Regions from separate parts of the Sus scrofa genome. Here region 1 is linked to region 2. Evidence: chromatin contacts called from public Hi-C data. All regions are on one chromosome and are shown on one strand. The core of a region is the stretch at or near the end of the contact, and the rest is flanking DNA. Distances in the headings are between cores, read along the strand shown.

Evidence for each region. A called contact is a pair of places that touch in the nucleus more often than the background predicts.
Region 1: a Hi-C map of retroperitoneal adipose tissue shows a contact between it and region 2, with 2.3 times the contacts expected there. The contact joins two enhancer-like sites. A contact is called at or near these places in 1 of 5 promoter capture datasets (fetal liver), 12 of 47 Hi-C or Micro-C datasets (blood, embryonic fibroblasts, epiblast stem cells and 7 more) and 2 of 2 datasets of contacts at active chromatin or transcription factors (alveolar macrophages and skeletal muscle).

What each region holds. Positions count from the first base shown.
Region 1 is chr14:75,170,539-75,175,746 of Sscrofa11.1, forward strand. It overlaps DNAJB12 (dnaJ homolog subfamily B member 12), which reads right to left. Exons shown (of 9, transcript XM_013983329.1): 7 at 3,974-4,083; 8 at 2,201-2,373; 9 at 1-393. The coding sequence ends at 344. Among named protein-coding and RNA genes, the nearest start is that of DNAJB12, 17 kb to the right of the region's middle. Within about 2 kb of position 2,988, at least 46 of the 83 cell types and tissues checked have an H3K27ac peak or open chromatin away from gene starts, as enhancers often do. A contact at or near this core is called in retroperitoneal adipose tissue, where this site is marked.
Region 2 is chr14:75,015,603-75,021,139 of Sscrofa11.1, forward strand. All of the region lies in intron 7 of ASCC1 (activating signal cointegrator 1 complex subunit 1), which reads right to left. Among named protein-coding and RNA genes, the nearest start is that of SPOCK2, 50 kb to the left of the region's middle. Within about 2 kb of position 4,214, at least 3 of the 83 cell types and tissues checked have an H3K27ac peak or open chromatin away from gene starts, as enhancers often do. A contact at or near this core is called in retroperitoneal adipose tissue, where this site is marked.

The DNA of each region.
Region 1 (5,208 bases), core at 1,738-4,237, 150 kb after region 2:
CACCTCTGATTGCTTCCACTGAGGTGACTGGTGGTGGCTTCAGGGAGGGGGAAGAAAGGCAGCTGGGTGCCCCTTCCCCCAGCCCTTCCCATAGACATTTGCTGCAAGTTTTACATTCTACTTTCGTTGCCATGGTTTCTGTATCCTAGGAGAGAGCCGATGTGGAGCCTGAGCCTTTGCCATCCTTGGGAGGAAGGGAAGCAGCCCCGTGGCAGGTTTTCCTGTCTGTTCTAAGAGCTTTCTGCATTTACTGGGTGAGAGAGAGGGCAGTTGTGTGGCATTCGGCCTCCAATTCCATTTTAATTTTTTTTCTTGTTATGTCTTTCCTTAAACATACAGTCCATCACCTTGGCTCAGTGCACGTCACCAAAAATTCTCCAGGGATTTCATAGTCTGGGGAGGAGAGTGGTAACAGTTAGCTTGGCAGCATGTGCCCCGGAGTCTCTAACTCAGCCCACACTAACAGCCAGCTCCTTGGCCCTGTCCTGCCCATCTCAGCCCCGCCCCCACCGCCCCCTGCAGTCTCTTTTCCTCCCAGAGGCACTAGCCAGAAAGGCCTCAAAGTAGAGTCTGTAGCTGGACCGCCCCTGAGGGAACACAGACAGAGGAGGGGGTGGGCAGGGAACCAACACAAAAAAGAACCTTCACCGGCTCTGCCCACACTCTTCTGGGCTTAGTCCAAGCTGTCCCCTTTGGCAAATGCTGGGAACAGAGCCTGCTACCCACACACAAGCGTAAAGAAGCAGGAAGCCTGCTACCAGCACCTTTCATTTTTTCCCCACCCCTTCTGTGCTGAGGGCTCTCTGCTCAGCTCTGAACTCATGACCTTCTGTTTCCTTCCTCAGACCTCAGGTGAGACACCTGGGTGGGCCGGATGCCTGTGGCTTCCAGGCTTCCAGGTGCAGTGGCATTCAAAAGCACCTCTGATCCCACTAGACAAGGAGCAGCCTGGGGGTGTGCCCCCCCCCCTCGGCCTGCTGCCTGGCTGCCCCCCCTCTGGTTCCATTTCTTCTTGCCTAGAAGGACAGCGAAGAGGAAGGGCTCTTGATCCACTAGTTCCCCCATGGTTCAGGGGACGTGTGGGGCCTACTGCGGACCCAGCAATACTTGGTGGCCTTAATCCCAGGGCTCAGATTGATAGTCTGCTGTACTTGGGAACAGGCCATGGTGACTCGATGGCTGTAGACCAAGGAGGCATGAGTGGCCCTTAGCAGCAGCTTTGGGCTCCCCTTCCTCTCTGGCTCTTGGGCACCCCACAGCTCCAGAGTATGGAGTGCAGTGGGGTGGAAGAGTGCTAGAGGGTTGAGACAGACTATAGTTTCCCAGTGCATGCCAGAGCTGTCCCATCTTTGCACAGTGGAGGTCAAGCTGGGGACAGGGAAACTGTGCCATGATCACCAGGCTCCCTCCCTCCCTCCTCCTTCCACTCTCCTCTGCCTCATGACCAGGGCCGGAGCTGCCAGGAGTTGCAGGGCAGAGGCGGCCCTGGCTCATACTTGGACCTCGGTGGCACGGCTGGCCCAGGACTATCCATGCAGGGAGGCCTGCACCTCTGACAGTCGGTTACAGCTTGGGGTGCCCATCTTCTGTGCTTTGTGGTACATATCTGTGTCGCCAAAGTAGCGGGCCCGATACAGCAAGCCTTCCTCTGCAAAGCAATGGAGCAGGGTTAGGCTCACCCCTAAGGTGCTACAACACCTGCCTGGCCTGTGGGGGGACGGGGAAGGCAGTTCTAGGCCCAGGAGCTGGGGCAGAGCTGGCTTCCCTTTAGGGTAGACCCTGGACAAGGAAATATGGTCCCCCTTGGGAGCGGACTAGAGGCTCCTTTCTATGTAGTATAGTTGAGGCCAGCCAAGGAGAGAAAATGTCATCCTGGTCAGACCTCCCCGCTCCGGGTGCCAAAGATGGATCCAGATGCCCCATCAGTGGGTGGCCAAACGTGCTCCAATCTCCCTCTATACACTCACCCACGGCAAGCAAACAACGGGCTGACTGAAGTGATCTACGGCAAGTTGGAGGCAATCTCCAGGTGGCCCCTGGCTCCCATCCCCAGGGAAACATGGGGGTGGAGTCCAGCTCTTGGCTGGGACATGGCTGGCGCAGGGCAGCGCCAGGTGCTGGGCCCACACATCACTGGGTGAGCAGGGCTTTCTCCTTCCTTGCTCCAAGCTTTGCACCCCAAATACAGACACACACTCACTTTGCTGCTTTTCCTTCCAACAGTTGTTTCGGAGATTGGCAATATAGTCGTCTTCCACATTCCGTTCAACCATTTTGAGGCTGGAGCCTGTGTACTCTTCAGAGAATGTGTCTGCTACGTAGTAGACGACGTTCAGGTGGTCAGTGACCCGCTTGTGGACGTGGCCCACCGACCTGGACAGACATACACCAGGCACGAAGTGGGCTTGGGTCCCCAGGCCCTCAGGTCCTGACTGGGGTCTGCCAGAGGAGGTGCCATAGAGGCCACAGGAGTAGCTGCTTCCTTCCCAAACTAGAGCAGGAACTCCGCACTACCCCAGGGAGGGCCTGGAGAAAAGGCAGGGTATCCCTCCAGTACAAATGGCCCAGCCTACAGCAAGGCCCTGCTCAGGCTCACTGCTTACCACATGCTAACTGTGGCCTTTCTTGGGGGGAGGGGGTGCTGCTGAGGGAAGTCTGGATCCTGGAGTGAGTCCAGGCTTCACCTCTGACGAGCTATGTGACTTGAGATCCCTGTGCCTTCTTTTCCTCACTCATTCCTAGGCCAGTCGCATTGCTGAGGGCCTGCCTGGCTCCCCAAGAGCTCCCAGTCTAGAGTTACGAGGCTTAGGAACACAACGACAGGAGGAATTCCAAAGAATTGTACCCTTCCAGCTCTTGGATTCTTATCTTTCAGCTCCACCTGCAGGCTCTGGGAAAAACTTTAGCATGCAGACAGGAGTCAGTGCTTCAGTGAGCACAGCCCCTGCCTGCCTGCTGCTGCCTCTCAGCTCCCCAGCTGCAGAGAAAAAAGCTGGCATCAGGCCACAGAGCTGCTGCCCTGGCTGATGTGGGTCCAGTGGACCGACTCTGCCCCCTGCTGGTTGAGGGGGATCCTGCCAGGCTCCGAGGCAGAGCCTGGCCACTAGGTGGGGGCAGGGGCGCGGGGAGGGAGCTGATGCCTTAAAAGGTCAGATAACTTGCCCAAGTTCACCACTGGTGGTTAAGACCATATATTCATTCAACGAATGGTGTCAAGCATTTCTGATGAGCCTGGCACTTTATGTGTATACTCATTTAGTTTTCACAAGCAGGTAGATGCTATTTCCATTTTATAGATGAGGAAACCAAGGCTCAGAGAAGTTATGTAATTAGTCCAGGGTTCACAGCTGCTTAATTAGTAGAGGAGCCACTCTTACTCTTACTCTAAAGCCTCTGTTCTTGCCAGGGTCTCAAGGGCCCCCAATCAGATTGCAAGAGCAGAAGCTCTTAAGGCCAGTAGATAAAATGGGGAGAGTGTCACAAAGCCAATGAAATCATGCAAAATTGTGTGTGCCTGCAGTGTTCCAGGGAAAAGATCTGCAGGTTTCACTGTGTTTTCTTAAGAGACTGTGATCCTAAAAAGACCAAGAATCTGGAGTTCCCATTGTGGCTCAGTGGAAATGAGTCTGACTAGTATCCATGAGGACACAGGTTTGATCCCTGGCCTTGCTCAGCGGGTTAAGGATCTGGCGTTGCCATGAGCTGCGGTGTAGGTCACAAATGTAGACTGGATCTGGCGTTGTTGTGGCTGTGGCTCTGATTTCAATTCCTAGCCTGGGAACTTCCATATGCCACGAGTGCAGCCCTAAAAAGCCAAAAAAGTAAAAAAAAAAAAAAAGGAATTCCAACAGAGAAAGTCTATTTTCTTGATTCTGAGCAGCTTTCTATGCTGGATTTCAATGGGATGGATTTCATGGGGCCTGAGACCCCATGTCTACCCACCACCCGTCTCGCCCCAGCTACAGATACTCACGGCCTCAGGCTCAGACTATAGGGTGGACTGGAGACCATAAGCTGGCTGAGAGCTGACACGAGGATCAGGATGAGGATGGGCATCAGCTGGACAAACACCCCCAGCCCACCCTGGAGGGAAAAGCCAATGGTCACCCAAGCTGGACCTGGGAGAAAGTGCAACGCTAGCTGCAATTGCCACCAGCTCCCCCAGCACAACCGAGCTCAGGTGGCAGGAGCCAGCTGCCATGCAGACAGGTCACAGTGCCACTCTCTCCCCCTCCCTCCCACAGGTCCCCCAAATACATAAGCTCCTCTACCTGCCAGCTTCCTGAGATAAAACAAAGCAGCAACTGGGGTTAAAAATGGGTGGGAGGCTGGCATATGTGTTTATTTGTGAGAGAATATTCCCCCAAATGAGCACAAGTGTCTGCCTCCAAAAGAATGGGTGGCAGGGCTGGAGGGAGACTTCCATTACATGTACTTTTTTTGATTTTTGAACCATATGACTATATTATCAATTTAAAGATTGCCAGTTAAGGAGTTCCCGTCGTGGCTCAGTGGTAACTAATCTGACTAGAATCCACAAGGACACAAGTTTGATCCCTGGCCTCACTCAGTGGGTTAAAGATCCTGGCATTGCTATGAGCAGACATGGCTCAGATCTGGTGTTGCTATGGCTGTGGTGTAGGCCGGTGGCTGTAGCACAGATTCAACCCCTAGCTTGGGAACCTCTATATGCCACAGGTGCGGCCCTAAAAAGTCAAAAAAAGTCAAAAAAAAAAAAATTTCCAGTTAAGAAATTATAAATAAAAATTAATAAATTTGTTCATTGTGTGATAATTTGTGACTTATAAACTCTTTTGGGAGATCCCATTGCGCGACAGAAATGAATCTGACTTGGAACCATGAAGTTGCGAGTCTGATCCCTGGCCTTGCTCAGTGGGTTAAGGATCCGGCATTGCCGTGAGCTGTGGTGTAGGTCACAGACATGGCTCGGATCCAGCGTTGCTGTGACTGTGGTGTAGGCCAACAGCTGTAGCTCTGCTTGGACCCCAGCTTGGGAACCTCCACATGCCGTGGGTGCAGACCCCCCAAAAAACAAAAAAAAACCACACAAAACTCTCTTTTATGCTAAATACACACAAAATAAGTTTAAAAAGTGAATAAATAAAAACAGGAGGCCACAATGACAGAGCTAAACGGAACCCCTCAGCCTGCCATAACTTTAAATGCTTTGCCATTGTCCACAGTATT
Region 2 (5,537 bases), core at 2,964-5,463:
AATGCCTTTGTATCCTCATAAGTGAATTAAAAATAATATAGGGTTGCTATGAGAAATTATTCTTTAAGCAGCTTTGTCATTTAGATAGTGCCATGGGTTTGAAAATAGGAACCAGTTATTAATGCCTTGAATCTGAGTTCTTAGTTTTGAGGCTTATAAGTGCTACAAAGCTCAAGCATTTCAGAGCCATCTTTACAGATATGGAGCTATACTGCAGAATGATCCCTAGAAAGTGCAAATTCCAGGATTTTATTTGGGCTTTTTTCACCTTAATTTAATTCAATGCTATCCAATTAATATGTTCTGAGTTCTTACTGTATACAAGCATTTTGCTGGTCAATAAAAGAAGTAAAAACTAAGCAAACATCGTTCTCATCATTAAGAAGCTTACAATTGGAGTTCCCATCGTGGCGCAACAGAAACAAATCTGCCTAGGAACCATGATGTTGTGGGTTCGATTCCTGGCCTCGCTCAGTGGGTTAAGGATCCAGCATTGCCATGAGCTGTGGTGTAGGTCACAGATGTGGCTCAGATCTGGCGCTGCTGTGGCTGTGGCGTAGGCCAGGGGCTAGAGCTCTAATTAGACCCCTAGCCTGGGAACCTCCATATGCTGCGGGTGCGGCCCTAAAAACAAAAACAAAAGACAAATTAAAAAAAAAAAAGAAGCTTACAATCTATTAAAATAACTATAAAGAGGACTTTGATAATGACACAAGCAATGCAAGGTGCTTTGGTAATTTAAAGGGGGAAGACATTATAGCTGGGTTGAGACCAGAATAAGCTACTAGGAAGGACAGGAAGCTAACTGTATTCAACTCATCTTTGTAAATCAGCTAAATAAGTAAATGACTTAAACAAAAGTACACTGAACATTCACTGACTAGAGCCCTATGAATTATAAAAGCCACTGGATGTATGACGTTAAATAAGACATACTCCTTGTCCCCAAGAACTCTGAAGTCTACTTGAAAAAAAGAAGAAGGGAGCAGAGCAAGAAGGAAAGATGGCATCTGGACACAAAAAGATGAGGAGCAACATGAAAGAAATTTTAATCACAAGAAACAATATTAACAAAGACACAAAGGATCATCAACAGTGAAGCTGGCTAGGGTATGGGGCAAGTCCAAGAGTGTGGAAGATCAAGTTGAAATATAAGTTGATTTCATCCTGGAAGATCTTGACTGCCAGACTGAAGAATATGAACTAATTCAAAAGACGATGTGAAATAATGGGAGAATTTTAAGCAAGAAGAAGTCCTATTGTATACGCAATGTCTGAGAAAGGCTGATGTAGTACTGGATCACAGGACCTATACACACTGACATAAAAGTAATGTCTAGGTAGTATTTCATGAAAAGAATTACAGAACCATATGAATAACGTGATCCCATTTCCTACAACATAATATGCACAGACAATGACTCTCAGGAGTATTTGCTCTGCTTACAAAATACTGGGAGGGAACACTGGGAGAGTCAGAGCAGGGGGAAAGAGAGCCATTTAATTTTCACTATATGCATCTGAAAGGCTTTAATTTTTACATTAAAAGAACTCTGCCTGTGAAAGAAGATGGCATACTGGAAGATAGTACAGTGATGCAGGGCTGCACAGTTGTCGAATCTAACTTCGCCTCTTTTCACGTGATCTTAGCCAAAAGGCCAAGAAGCCATAACTTCACCTCCCTCATGTTCTTTTCACCAAAACTTCTCAAAAGAGTAGTCTTATCTCCAATTATTCTTAATTTCCCTTTTCTGCCCTATCACAAATGCAGGCTTTACAGTCAAACACGGCTAGGTCAACCATAATTCTATCAGCTACAAGCATACACTAATTATTAATGACCTCGACCTGACCAAGTATACCGAGAAGAACTGAACAAGTATAACACTTGCCTGCTTCACCAACACTTGTTTTTACTTAAACAACCTTAGAGATAAGCTAAAAGAAAAAAAATTACTTGCCATCCAAAGATAACCACTGATAAAACGTTTATATGTTCAGATTAACTTGGTTTATTTCTCTCTTGGTCTTCTTCCTAGTTTTTTGTTTTGTTTTGTTTTAGGGCCGCACCTGAGGCACATGGATGTTCCCAGGCCATGGGCTGAATTGGAACTGTAGCCTCTGGCTTACGCCACAGCCGTAGCCACGGAGCCAGAGCAACAGCAACGCCAGATCCTGTTACGGCAGCTGCCCTGCAGCCCTGCGCCACAGCGTATCAGCTCTGGCGACAGTCCTGTGGCTACAATAATGTACCAGCTCTAGCGACAGCCCTGTGGCTGTAGCGTACCAGCTCCAGCAGCTCTGTGGCTGCAGTGTATCAGCTCTTCTACCCGGCAAGAAACCAAGCGAGCACTCGGAGAGTTGGAGAACTCAGGCTTATTACGCCAGCGGGCTCAGAGGAGATGGCTCTCTGGAGTCTGAGCCTCGAAGAGGGGTTTCACAAGGCTTTTATGGGCTAGTTCTTCCAGGTCCGTGCTTGGCGGACCAGAGTTAGAACTGGCAAAGTAATAAGATGCGGAAACAAATTTACAGAAGCAGATGTGTGGGGGAGGGGTGGTTAGGGGCGGTTGTCTGGACTTTGCTTGGTCATCATGGCCAGGGTCTCTCCTTTCTACCTTTTTATCAGAACATTTTCTCCTACAATCTGAGCCACATGAGCGACCTACACCACAGCTCACATGGCAAGGCCAGATCCTTAACCCACTGAGTGAAAACAAAGATCGAATCCGTAACCTCATGGTTCCTAGTCGGATTCATTTCCGCTGCGCCACTACAGGAACTCCAGCTCTCTTCCTACTTTTGAGGGAAAAAAGGTAAATGTCTACAAATTGGTTTATAATCTCTTTTTAATCTCATAATATTCTATAGTGAATAAGATAAACTCCCTGCCTCCTAGAATCTTAAGAGTCTATTTGAGAGAAAGAAGGTTAACAAGAAGGAAAGACAGCATTTGGACATAAAAAGGTTTTTTTTCACCTTTGTTCTTTAAAGATTTTATTCCTGGGTAAATAAGTTCAGGTTGACAGTTATTTTCTCTAAAAATCAGTCTGCTGTCTTTTGGCTTTGTTGTTGATATTGAGAGGTCCACTGTCCTGATAACTGTCCTTTGTCCCTCTTTTAAATTCTTTTCTTTGTCTTTAGTGCTCTGCATTTCCACGTCATTGATCCTGATAAGGATTTCTTTGTATTTAGTCCATTTGTATTTGCCTGCATCTAAACCCCTCCAACCTCTTCACGTGGACATTTCCTGTGACCTTCTTTCCCTCTTTACACTTCAGTCGCACCTGGAATTTGCTAGGTTTTTCCTTCCACAGGGCTTTTGCTCTGCATTCTCTTGCCTAGAACTTCCCACCAGTCCTTTGCCTGCAAACTCCCACTCCTTGAGATCTCAATTCATATCAATTTCTCAAAGAGGCTTGCCTTAACTCTGCCCTGCCATGGTCTAAACTGCCATATTTTCTGTCTTTAAAAGAGAACCATTTTCCCCCAGACTCACCTTTATTGCACTTTGCAGTGATAAATTTCTGTTACCTGCTAAGGCCTATTAGCATTCTCCATTTGTCTGTAAACTCCATGGGGGCAATGACTGTGAATGACTGGCTTTACTCATCTTTTATATTCATCTTTTATAGCACAGTGCCTGGTATGCAGTGGGGATTTAATAAAGCTTTGTAGAATAAACAATGATCAAATGAAAATCAATCTTCCTTTATTTATTTATTTTTTGTCTTTTTGCCATTTCTTGGGCCGCTGCCGTGGCATAAGAAGCTTCCCAGGCTAGGGGTCCAATCGGAGCTGTAGCCACCAGCCTACACCAGAGCCACAGCAACTCGGGATCCGAGCTGTGTCTGCAACCTACACCACAGCTCACGGCAACGCTGGATCCTCAACCCACTGAGCAAGGCCAGGGATCGAACCCGCAACCTCATGGTTCCTAGTCAGATTCATTAACCACTGCGCCACAAAGGGAACTCCAAAATCAATCTTCGTTTTAAGTGGCATATAATAGTGCCTCTGGATCTGCACTTGGAATTACTCCCTTTTCCTAATATGCTACTCCCTCAGCCTGAAAATTCCTTGTCCAGCAAAGAAATCTCTCTGAAGCCTTCCTTTACAAACTTTGCTCACACATGGGCATGGTTCTGCTGCCTATCTATGCATCCCTAGAATCTCAGTCACAGCCTTCACCCAAGTGTATGCCAGTTACTGACATCTGCCTCCTCCATAAGAAATCCTAGGGTCTACTGCACCTCATATCCCGGACATCTGAAAAATGCCTGAGGGAAAAGAGGCCTGGAAAAGGTGGAACTATTGATGGTGCCTGGTCTCTGAGGAGATAAAGGAATGGGGTCCCAGAATAAGTAAAGGGATTAGGTTTCATTAGAGATCATGTATGCCATTCTTCAGAAAGAGAGTGAAATTCAGTGGGCTGGGTATGACGAAAAAAGGTAGGCTATAAGCAGGGAAAGAAGGAAGCTGAGCTGGCTTCATGTTCTCAGTATAATGTGAGGAAGCTGTTCTTCTAGAGGAGGAAGGGTGGAGGCCTGAGAGAGTAACAGACAGAACGGAATAGCCACTGTGTTCAAATGCTCAAGTCTTAGCAACATCTGACTACTAAGTATGGGTGAAAAGGTTGAATGCAAATTCCTTACCCAATTAGGCTTTACAAAACCCAAGAATACATCATTAAGTGTAGCTACTACACTGTCCCAGATCTGTTTCTAGAAGAAAAATCTGATCTAAGTGCTTCCATCCTTTGAATGGTCAGGCACTTCATAGTCCAGAATATTAAGGGAGGAGTTCCAGTTGTGGCTCAGAAGTAACAAACCCGACTGGTATCCATGAGGATTCGGGTTCGATCCCTGGGCTCACCCAATGTGTTAAAGATCTGGCATTGCCATGAGCTGTGGAAGAGGTCACAGACATGGCTCAGATCCTCCATTGCTGTGGGTGTGGTGAGGGCCAGCAGCTGCAGCTCCAATTCGACCCCTAGCCTGGGAACTTCCACATGCTGCACCTGCAGCTCTACAAAAAATAAGAATAAAAAAAATTTTTAAGGGAATTTTTTATTTTAAATATATGAAATCATATAAAGAAAGTTGAGAGTGTTTTTATTACAACATGGCCTCTCCCCATGCCTCCAAATTGAGCAGTGCCTCTTCATACAAAGAAACACAACTGATTGAATGTACCTTAAAAAAGAGGGCCATGTCTTACTCATTTTTTTTTATCAATTTACAGTCTTGAAAAATACCTTGCAAAGGAGGCATTCAAAGAGTTTTAATGTTAAATTAAATAAGATGTGTACAAGTCCCTTAGACATTGATTTGAGGAGGGGAATTTATAAATCCTTTTGAAACAACACAGATGTGTCTCTTCTTGCGGAGGAAAAATGGGCAATGAAAAAACAGAGCAGTAAGAGGGATGAGAATTACTCAGAAAGGTTCTTGGTTGATCATATGAGTGGATTTAGTCACCACTTCACAAGATTTCAAATTTTGCACACTTGACAACAGGAAGTGTGCAAAATTTGTAAG